Linked DNA regions of Mus musculus: region 1 is linked to region 2. A link is a contact called in public HiChIP or PLAC-seq data. All regions are on one chromosome and are shown on one strand. The core of a region is the stretch at or near the end of the contact, and the rest is flanking DNA. Distances in the headings are between cores, read along the strand shown.

What was found. HiChIP or PLAC-seq counts read pairs in DNA pulled down with a chosen protein or histone mark.
Region 1: a contact with region 2 is called in an H3K4me3 HiChIP or PLAC-seq map of the SCID.adh cell line, with 17 read pairs. The contact joins the promoter of Sf3b1 here to the enhancer-like site in region 2. A contact is called at or near these places in 1 of 39 promoter capture datasets (pre-B cells), 3 of 115 datasets of contacts at active chromatin or transcription factors (the SCID.adh cell line, embryonic stem cells and microglia) and 2 of 9 other capture datasets (adipose tissue and pancreatic islet).

What each region holds. Positions count from the first base shown.
Region 1 is chr1:55,025,778-55,031,176 of GRCm38.p6, forward strand. It overlaps Sf3b1 (splicing factor 3b, subunit 1), which reads right to left and starts at 1,701. Exons shown (of 25, transcript NM_031179.2): 1 at 1,562-1,701. The coding sequence starts at 1,589.
Region 2 is chr1:54,903,430-54,909,227 of GRCm38.p6, forward strand. The region is part of intron 1 of Ankrd44 (ankyrin repeat domain 44); the gene reads right to left. Among named protein-coding and RNA genes, the nearest start is that of Ankrd44, 20 kb to the right of the region's middle. Within about 2 kb of position 3,147, at least 78 of the 459 cell types and tissues checked have an H3K27ac peak or open chromatin away from gene starts, as enhancers often do. A contact at or near this core is called in the SCID.adh cell line, pancreatic islet and pre-B cells, where this site is marked.

The DNA of each region.
Region 1 (5,399 bases), core at 451-2,950, 120 kb after region 2:
AGTTCAATTCAATTACAGATGGCTCACAACCATCTGTAATAGGATCTGACGCCCTCTTCTGGTGTGTCTGAAGACAGTGACAGAGTGTATTCACATAAATCTTTTTTTTTAAAAAAAGTGTTGGGCTAACCAGGCACAGGCCTTTTACCCAGCACTTGGGAAGCAGAGGCAGGAGGATGAGTTTCTTTGAAGTGGGACCCAGTCTCCTCTATTCAGGAAGTTTCAGGGCAACCGGAATTACATAGTAAGACTATCTCAAAAAAGAAAACAAAAACATGTGTTGTACTTTCATGTTTAAAGACAAAAGACTAGTTAATGCAGGGACATTTCTGGCTTTCAAAAGTGTTAGTATTTTCAGTTCCTCAAATGTCCCAGCTATTGGTCCTAAACCATCTCTTTAGATTCGCATCGGAATTCCCTCCTTACACCCTCCTCTATCCTACCACAGCGACACTCACTGCATGGTACAAGATGTTCCCTCCGGCTCAGACATCCTCCCCTAATTTAAAACTGATTGATCCTTTTTTATCAGCGCCGCGTCACCACCTCCCAAAAATAACTAAGCATAAATTAATGGCTCCGTTACCCAGCTTCTCAGAAAGTACTGGCTTTACTTCTCTGTACACATTCCTTTGATTTTCTAAGAGAATATTCACACATCTGCTTCCACATCAAACTGTCAAATTTCTGACATCCTTAGCTTGTTACCTCTCTCTAACACCGAGACACACACTTAGAAAGGACGGGTTTAGTGACTTAGTGTCAGCGTAAATTTTGGCTTCTTAACCGGGAGCCAAGAAACAGGGATTCTGTCTCTCAGACTCAAATTCCTTCCCGTCTTCTCTGGTTACTTTCCTTATGGAATCTGGTTGCTTCTCAACATGTTTCTAGCTCTGTTTACTCTTGTGCAGCATAAAATAAGCGACTACCCAGAAAACTTTGGCAACTGGTCAAATCTGCCTTTCCTTCTCTCTTCCTCCTGATTCTCCAACACCTAGCTCTCAAAGGGAAAAAGATAGAACACCAGGACACAAGTGATTAAAGGAGTAAACTACCAGATTTTCTGCCGGAATCATTTAGTGCAAGCACCACAACACGATCCAGCCGCCTTGGAGATGCCTGTATCGCGAAGGCTGGGATTGGCAGGCCTGCGCTGAAGCGGCCTCCGTTAGGAGCGGCCCGAAAGCGGCTGCCGTCATTCAGGGCTTTCCAGGTACGAACTGCCGACGATAGCGCCCGGGGGGCGAGAAAGTCGGCCTCCCACGTCCGCCTCCCCGCTCCCTCCCCGGGAGTCCCCCGGGGCAAGCCGCTCGAGCGAGGCTCTCCGGTCAGAACAAGAGAACTCGGAAGCACCAACAGCCAGCGCGGAACAAAGCGCCGGTCCCGGAGTGCGAGAGGACGCCATTACGCGGGCAGCGGCCTGCGCCGACGAGCCGAGCAGGCCTCGCCGCGCGGCCTCGGTCGAGACCAGAGATGCCACGCGAAGACGCAGAAAGCCAGGAGAGAGGGCCGCGGCTGGCTGGCTGCCGAGGTCGCGCGTGGGAAGGGAAAGGCCGCTTACCTTCGTGAGTCTTGGCGATCTTCGCCATTTTGTCCACTCGAACACACAGACGGAACTGGCGCTCCCAAGGACTTCCGCTCGCCGCCGCCAGAAACAGAGGCCGCTCTCTGAGCGTGCGCACCCGGGAGCGCGCGCCGCACTGTAGCACGTACTTCAACTGCCACCTATATGAGACTGCGAGGGGCATTATGGGAGTGGGCGGGGCCAGGGCGGGCTCCCGGCGGCTTCCTTAAAAAGCCAGCGAAACCGCGGGGAAGACTAAACGCGGAAGAGGATGGCTACTTCCCAAGAGGGCTGTAGCCTGTCCGGCCAGTGGTGGGTAACGTGCCGTTAATTCAAGCACTCGGAAGAGAAGAGGCAGTTCGAGGCCAGCCTGGTCTACAAAGAGAGTTCCCGAAGCCAGGGCTGTACAGACAAAGCCTGTCTTTAATAAAACCAAAGGAGCCTGGCAGTGGTGGCGCACCCCTTTAATCCCAGCACTTGGGAGGCAGCGGCAGGCAGATTCTGAGTTCGAGGCCAGCCTGGTCTACAGAGTGAGTTCCAGAACAGCCAAGGCTACACAGAGAAACCCTGTCTCGAAAAAAACAAAAATAAAAAGTAGAGAGAGAGAGAGATTAAATTACACAAAATAGAATTTAGCCAAAGGAACACTGCCTCCAAGACACCCAAAAAATAAACAGTATGCTAGCCAGGCCTGTTAGAAATAAAGTTTATGATGCCTAAGATGTTAATGTTGGTTCACCAGTATTGACCAGCCATTAGATACGGTAGAATACTTCTCTTAACAGGCAGCTCAAGGGAATAGTATAGGGTCACAAGCAATGTTAAGTCCTGATCTACAATAAAGCCCAGTTCTTTTCTTGAGAGAAACATAATTCTGCCAAATGGGTAAGATGACCCCAGGTAACAACTATTTGAAAAAGTACAACACTGGTGCACTTAAAATAATTCTGGCAATAACTGATGCCTAAATGACCAGGCAAATAGGAGTGACCTATTGACCAGATTTTCAGCCTTCTGTCTCTGTTTAAGTTGTACTAAATGTAACCCAGGGTTGGGACCTAAATTACAAATTTGAGGATAACCTCATATTTGGAGAAAATAAGCCTAAGGTGTCTCTAAGTTATCAAAATGTATTCAAGGCTGGCCCTACCGAGCATTAGCCAGAGCCAGCTGTGCCAGACCTTTTTCCTTTATTATCCTCCAAATGTGCAGGATGCTTTCTCACTGGGAAGGCTTATCATTTCTATAACAGATTCAAAGGAGCATTTGCTGCATTTGTGGTAATTGTAGAAGCTAAATACTTCCTGGAGTTCCAGAGTAATGATAAACATCACTAAAAGATCACCCAGAATTGTCTTGTGAATCCTCTTTTATAAAAATAAGATTTTTTCATGCTGGGCGTGGTGGCGCACGCCTTTAATCCCAGCACTCAGGAGGCAGAGGCAGGCGGATTTCTGAGTTCAAGGCCAGCCTGTTCTACAAAGTGAGTTCCACAGGGCTACACAGAGAAACCCTGTCTCAAAAAACAAAAACAAAACAAAAAAGATTTTTCTCACCACAGCCTACTTGTCTGTATGTTTGTTCCTGAAAGAATACTAATATGGTTCAGGACAGGAAGGAGAGTATTAAAATGAGTCCGAGACGGCTCCCTTAGGCTCCTTATTTGGGGAGGTTGTGCAGCCTTGCAGAAAGAGGAAGTACATCGCTGGAGACAAGATTAGAGTTCCTCGCCTCAGTCTACTTTCAGTTTGCTCTCTCTGCCGTATGTCTGCGGCTGAAGATGACCTCTCAGCTTCTTGTTCCCACCAACCTGCCCGCACACCCACAGACACACTTTGGGAAAGACCATTCTCACACTGTGATAGCAGAGTCAAGAGACTAGTAAGAGCAGAGCAGGAAAAAAAAAAGAGCAGAGCAGGTTTACTTCTTAAAGCAATGTAGTTGTTTTGTTTTGAGACAGGGTCTCGCTGTGTAGTCTCTGGTGTTGCCTGATAGCTCCTCCCGGGAAGTCTGTTTCTCCATCAACAAAAGAATTTCTGCAGGTAGGTTAGTGGCACACCCCCTTAATCACAGCACTCTGAAAGCAGAGGGAGACAGATCTCTAAGTTTGAGGCCAACCTGGTCTACAGAGTGAGTTCCAGGACAGCCAGCCAGGGCTACACAGAGACACCCTGTCTCAGAACAAAACAAAACAACTTGGAGGTTTTAGAGATGTCTCAGCAGTTAAGAGCACTGACTGCTCTTGCAAGAGGATGCAGGTTCACTTCCAAACACCCGCATGGTTACTAACAACCAGCTATGGGGCAACTCCTAGGGGCTCTGATTTCCTCTTCTGGCTCCTGTGGGCACGGGGCACACATATGGTGCACATATATACATGCAGGCAAAATACTCATACACATAAAATTTTAAAAAGAATCACAGGGTCGAGATCTGCAGTCTATCACATCTGAGATTTCTTGCAGCTGTGATACAAGGGCGGATGAACAGAAAGGGAACACCATAAGCCCCCTAGACACTGCTTCTGTGCTTTTAAATAAGGTGTGGAGCAAAATTTGGCTCTGTTTTTGTTTGTTTACTTGACATCGTCTGACTGTGTGTCTCTGGCTGTCCTGGAACTCCCTCTGTAGACCAGGCTAGCCTCAGACTCAGAAATCTGCTTGCCTCTGGCTCCTGAGTGCTAGGATTAAAGGCATGTGCTACCCCAGGCCAGCTGTTTCTCCGTCTTGAATTAGATCTGCTAAGATGCCTTTAGCTGCTTGGGTCGTCTCCAGTGACAGTATGGACTTGACTAAACACAAGTTGGGGGAACCTGAGGAAGTACCTGTGGCAAACATTCCCTCAGAGCCAAGCCACTTTTGTTATCAGAGGTCCACAATGATGAGAGGGCATGAGCCCTCAGTCAGGGGCTTACCCTGCCAAGCCCACCCAATGGGTTGTCTGTGGCCCCCAAGGGGGTCCGGGAGGAAGTTAACCCAGTAACCTTCCAGTGAAGAAAAAGTTCTGGGTAATGAAGGAGTTTCTTTTGGGCAAGAGTCTGGGAATCTGGTTAGTTTGATGGCTCCTATCCCGGACCACTCTTCCTAGCTGTCTACCCATTTAAGAATAACCATCTCCTATCTCTACTCACTTAACTCATATGTAGACCAAGCTAGCCTTGAACTCATAGAGATCTGCCTGTCTCTGCTTCCCTAGCGCTGGTATTAAAGACATATGCCACCATGCCATGTATGGATGTTTTATCTGTATGTATGTGTGTAATCACATGTATGGCTGGTACCTGCTGAGGTCAGAAGAGAACATTGGGCCAGGCAGTGGTGGCACACACCTTAAATCCCAGCACTTGAGAGGCAAAGGCAGGCAGATTTCTGAGTTTGAGGCCAGCCTGGTCTACACAGAGAAACCCTGTCTCAAAAAAAAAAAAAAAAAAAAAGACATTGGATTCCCTGGAACCGGAGTTAGAAATGACTGGGAACTATGACCTTGATGCTGGGAACCGAACCCTGATCATTGGCAAGAACAGTGAGTGCTTTTGATCACTGAGCCAACTATAGAATCAGTCTACAGAAAAAAAGTCAGCATAAAAAAAAAAGGCAAGACTGTCTGGCATGCTGATTTGGTACAAGACAGTGGGTTTTGTTGTTGTTTATTTTGGTTCTGTTTATGTGTTTTGTTTGTTCATTTGTTTGTTTCCTTTTGTTTTGCTTCTTTGGATTTTTTGTTTGTCTGTTTTGAAATGGGGTCTCTTTTTGTACCCCTGGCTGTCCTGGAACTCCACAAAGCCTAAATTGGCCTTTAACTCACAGAGATCTAAGTAACTCTGCCTCCCAACTGC
Region 2 (5,798 bases), core at 1,897-4,396:
TACTGAGCTCCTAAAAGGTTCTCTCTCTTTTTTTAAGGACCTAATTTAAACAAATAAACAAACAAACAAAGTTTTAGTTTATTCAGAATAGACATCACAATGGATAAGGAGAGGGGACTGGACAGGGGTAGGGGTTAGGGATCGGAACAGGAAGTACCAGGTGTGGGGAAGATGGAGGGAAAGAGTACTGGGAGAGACAATTAGAGGGGGGGGGGAGTGGAAACTACCAGGAATTTGAGGGTGATCCTAGTTAAGACTCTTAGCAATGGGGGAGGGGGGGTGTAAACAGAGCCTGAGCCAGCCATCTCATGTAACCAAACAAGAGTAGGACACTAACACAGCCACAAAACCTTCCACCTACAACTTGTCCTGCCTAAGATGTGCTGTGGTAAAAGAGGCACAATAGTTGTGGAAGTGGCCAACCAATGGCTGGTCCAGCTTGAGACCCATGCCATGAGAGGAAGCCCACCCCTGACACTTCCTGGAGGACCCTGGAGCAGAGGCTGGATCGGCCAGAAGCCTATGATACATCCAAACACAACTAGAAAAAAAGTCAATGATATGATTCCTAATGATACTCTGCTACACTCATAGACTGGCGTCTAACCCAACTGTCATCAAAAAGGCTTCACCTGGCAAACTGTTGGAAATTGATGGCAGAGACCCTCAGCCAAACACTGGGTAGAGCTTGGGTACTCCTAAGAGAGGGAATAAGGATTGTAGAAGCCAGGGAGGTCAAGGACGACACAAGAAAACCTCACAGAGTCAACTAACCTAGCCCACAGGGGCTCACAAGGACTGAACTGCCACCCAGGGAAGCCTGTATGGGAGTGACCTTTCATATGTGTGTCACAGTTGTGAAACTTGGACTTCTTGTGGGGCTCCTAACAGAGGGAGCAGGAGCTGTCTCTGACTCTGCTGCCTGCCCTTCCCCTACTGGGTTGGTGTGACTAGCCTCAATAGAAAAGGAGGTACCTAGTCTTACTGCAGCTTGATGTGTCATGGCTGGGTGGTACCCATAGAGACAGATCTTTTTTTCTGAAGAGAAAGGAAAGAGAAGTGGATGGAGGGAGAGGGAGGGGAGAACGTGGGAAGAGAGGAGAGAGGGAAAACTACAGTTGGGATGTGAAATAAGCAAATATTTTGAAGTATTTATTTTTATTTTATGTGTGTGAATGTTTGCCTGCTTGGATGTATATGTACCATATTTGTGCTTGGTGTCTACAGAGGCCAAAGAGGGTGTTGGATTTCCCAGAACTCGAGCACTGGGAACTGATCCCAGGTCCTCTGAAGAACAGCCAGTGCTCTTAACCACTGAACCATCTCTCCAGTCCATGAAGTAAAAAACAAGAAACATCTTAACTTAGCTCATTATTTTTTATTGCATGTATGTGGGTGGGACTGTGGGGTGGTATGTACATGTGGAACCCCTCCAGAGGCCAGAAACATTGGATTCCCCCTGAAGTCAGTTATGTGCAGTCGTGAGCCTGGATGGATGCTAGGAATTAAGTCCAGGTCTTCTGCAAGGCAGTGTGGACAGAGGAGCCATGGCTCCCATTCCTGAAGCTTCCACTGTAAATACACTGAATTTTATATGAATCTGATAACCCTAAATGAGAGAGTGCATTTTATTCTATTCAAAGTTCCAAGTTTTTTACTAGCTCTGGAAATCCTAGCTTTTACAGGAATGTTGCTCACAGATAACAAATCACCTCTACAAAAAAACCCGCATGAGTCTACACTGAAAGTCCACATAGTCTAGGGATTAGAAAGATAAGGCTTATTTAGTACCCTCCCTTTGTGGTGGTTAAGATCAAACCCAGGACCTCACGAGTGTGAATGGTGAGCCTTCCCACTGAGCCATACTTCAACCCCGGCCTCTTATTTCTAAAGTTATATAAAAAGTTTTGATGGGTATTTCTCAGATTCGATTAATTTATTATAAGACTAAAAATATGATCATCTCATGTCTTCAATGTGGCTATATGCACTGATGTACTATTTTCCTATAAATCCTTTTCATATTTCTTTTATTAGCATTAGATTTGTTTTGCTGTGCGTGTGTGTGCACACGCATGAACGCACGCAGGTCCACATGGAGGTTAAGTTGATGTTAGGTATCTCCCCAAACACTTGCACTTGATTTTGGAGACACCCCCAGCACTGGGAGGGTTTTTACACAGGTAGCACTAGCCTTGTCAAGAGTACACATTCAGGGTTATAACCTGAAATCACCAGTAATGAGGGTTTTTTTTTTTTCACATATGGCTGGGAAGACTCGAGGACAGGTGTAAGTATTCTGCTCTCACCAAATAGATAAGGAGCCATGAATCACAGGGGCAGTGCCTTAGTGGAGCTTGCAGCAAAACATGAAGTGGCTCAGCACCCGGATGTTCCTGGCTTCCACTAACCAAACAACAGCTCAAAGCAGCTTGTACTTGACCAGTTCCTACTTAATCAACAGACTCCCGGGCAGCCTAACAGCAAGTGACTGCAGCAATGAGCCCGGGACTGGTGGGAAGGGGGCCGGGCAGAGCCGGGCAGAAACAAGGCTGGAAGCAAAGCAGCGGCTGGTGCTAAGGGGCTAGGTGCACTAAGGTGTAAAGCACTAAGACTCCGAGAGCCAGTAGAGAAATACAAAAATAATCAGTGGTGAGTGGCAATGATGATAAAACACACCAATTCTGCACCATGCTCTGTCTGCATTCAGAATGGGCACCCAGATAGATCCGAACTTATTTCCTATCTCTATAAAGGGAAGAGGGGCTCTCCTCACACTCAGGCCACAGCCATGGTCTCAGTTTTAATTGCCCTGAGGACCCCTCTACCCATCTTCTCTTCCCTGAGCGGATATGTAGGTCACCAACCAGCAAGTGGATCAAATCTCCTAGGTAGAGACCTTCGACCTTGGGAACGTTTAGAGCAGATACAGGTGCTGCAAGATGGAGCGGACATTGAAGAACGCCACCGATGCTAAGGAAAGAGCCCCTGCCCACATGCAGTTCTCATGTGCATTTTGTGCAGTCAGCAATTCTGTTTTCTCCACAGCCTTCAAAATGTCAGCTTCTCATGTCAAGCAGTATGAGTACGTCAGGCGAAGCGGAGGCTTTCTTATGGTTTCAGGCTGGTAGTATTTCAGAACCACATGATTGCAGGGCTGAGCTCAGCAGGGCTGTACTGGAGAGCAGATTGCATATCCCTCATGCTGCCCACATTTCAGAGACTGATAAAATATTGTCCCTGGGGATTATAAGAGGAAGAAAAAAAAATGACAGCACATCCCCCTCTAAGGAACAAGCCCGTGGGTGATCGTACTAAATGCCAGGGAACCCACTGGAGCACCAAAATGGTCAGATGGAATTGGAAGAAAGCCTAAGAGGCCATTCATTCTCTACGTCCAGTGAGACTCTGAGTCCTAAAACACACTGTGCACATACGCACACAAACACACACATACCTGAAGTCTCCTCGGCTTCTCAATCACAACGCAAACCCCAAGTCCCTTAGTGGGTTTCAGGGGCCTCCATTAACTGGCCACCAAGCAAGTAATTGCCAGGTGAGAAAAATCAACTTGGGCCCCAGAAGGCCAAGTGCAGTGTACACTCGGGAAACAGGCAAAGGAGACAGATTAGTATGGGAGAAATCAGATACTCACTCCTCCCTGTCCACCAATAATCCATACCAAAAGGGGTTCGGGTACAACAAGGGCAAATGCAGCTGAGATGTGGAAAGCGCGCATCTAACAAAAGCACAAAGGGTTCGTTAAAAAGCCGTCTCCCTCCCTCCCCCCAGCCACCAAATGCTCTGCAAGAAAAGCCACAGCCCAGCCCGTGCTTGCTCGCTCGCTCGCTCGGCACATCTGGTTTCAGTTACCTGTGCCCAAACTGCAGCTCTCAGAGAAACAGAGCTCGAGCTGACTCCATGGTTTAAGATCTGTCAGAACAGCTTATATGGAGATGGAGGGACAGAGTGTGGAAGCCTTGAGCAACAATATTTCTGGTCATCACGTGACCCCTCACAGATGACATTTTGGAGTCAGATGGCACTGCTAAACTTGGTCACTGGAAAAGTAAAAGCCACCTAGGGAGACCATGATCACTTCATAGATAAACCCAGTTACCCACTCGGGTCAACCACTAGTCAGCATGAACATCTCACAAATTCATGCCACTTCACGAGATGGCCACATGCTTTCCCTGCCACGGTGCACCATAGCCCCTCAGACCACACTCAAACATGTTAAAAGTCAGAAACCCTCCCATGCCAGACTCCAAATCCTACTCTTGCCAGATAGACCAAAAAGCTGTCACACCTGACACGGCTCCCAGACTTTCCTCTGTCTATTCACTGTTCCTAAAACAGTTGCACATAGAAATGTGGTATCTTTTTAAAGTTACTTTAGTGCCAAGTGTGGTGGTGCACACTCACAATCACAATGAAAGCAGAGATCATGACTTCAAGATGACTGTGAGCTGCACAGCACACCCAGATCAAACTGAACCCACAAGACAATAATCTACCTAGTAATCTCAGTGACTTCGTTACATTAATTAATTACGCTCTGTAAAAAGCTACCCTTTGCCGGGTGTGGTGGCGCACGCCTTTAATCCCAGAACTGCACTCGAGAGGCAGAGGCAGGCGGATTTCTGATGTTGGAGCCCACAGCTGACTCTGGCTGTGTCCAACAAAATGTGACAAATCATTGACCTGAGCGCTTTTTCTTTAGCCACAACTCATTCATTGCCCCATCCTTTTAATATTTGGGTTTCTGGTTCAACAGAAGCCATGAAAATACTTCATAGTATGGTAATATTATACAATTGCATATTGTCTATTTTATTCTAAACACTGGTGAATAATGGTCAGTAAATAATTTCCTAACTCCTAGATCATGAAATTTATTCTAAATAGGAATATCTTACTTTTTATGCTCTATGAGTACTTAACCCAATATTTAAGATATGCATTGATATGTTGTTAATAATCATTACAAACATAATACTAAAATTTATCACAATCATTTTACATGCATCACAACATGAATAAGAGCAGGTACTTGGAGGATTTGAAGGAAGGAAAAGGAAGAGGAACATGATGCAATTATAATCTAATTTTTAAAATTATTTTACAAAAATGCATCCCATCCAGTATTGTGGTCCATGCTTCTAATCCCAACACCCAGGAAGCTAGCTCAGGAAGATGACAGGTTCCAGGCCAGTCCAGGCTGTCCCATGCACATACACACAAAAGCACTACATTTGAAAAAAATTCAAGGGGAAAAAGAAACACTATAAAATTTGGACTACTGACAGGCACAACTACTGACAGGCACATCAAACCACAATAGTGTTTAGATTCCACTCCACTCCATACAATTTAAACAACGATACGTTTTCACTTTTAAAATCAATATTTACATTGTGTCAAAAATTACATCCTTTGTATCTTTCCAACTTTATGATGAAAATCTTTAGAGGTCCAACTAAAAAGACTTTCAGGGGATACACAGTTTATAAAACTCTGGCAGAGGCTGGGGATGGAGGTGAAAATGCTCCACTGAGATGTTCTTGGCTTGCCTCCTCAGTCTACCCAGGACAGCCTCTTTAGAGACCAACTGAGCTAAAAGCTTGAAACTCAGAGCCCCCACTGACCATGATTTCCTGTGTAAGTCTTTTAAAAGCGGCCTCTGAGAAAGCCTGTCTGAAATCCTCAGAAGATCTGAGGAGGTGACTCAGTCCAAAGCATGCTTGCTGGGCAAGCATGAGACCGAAGACAGATCCATCCCTTACACGTACTTA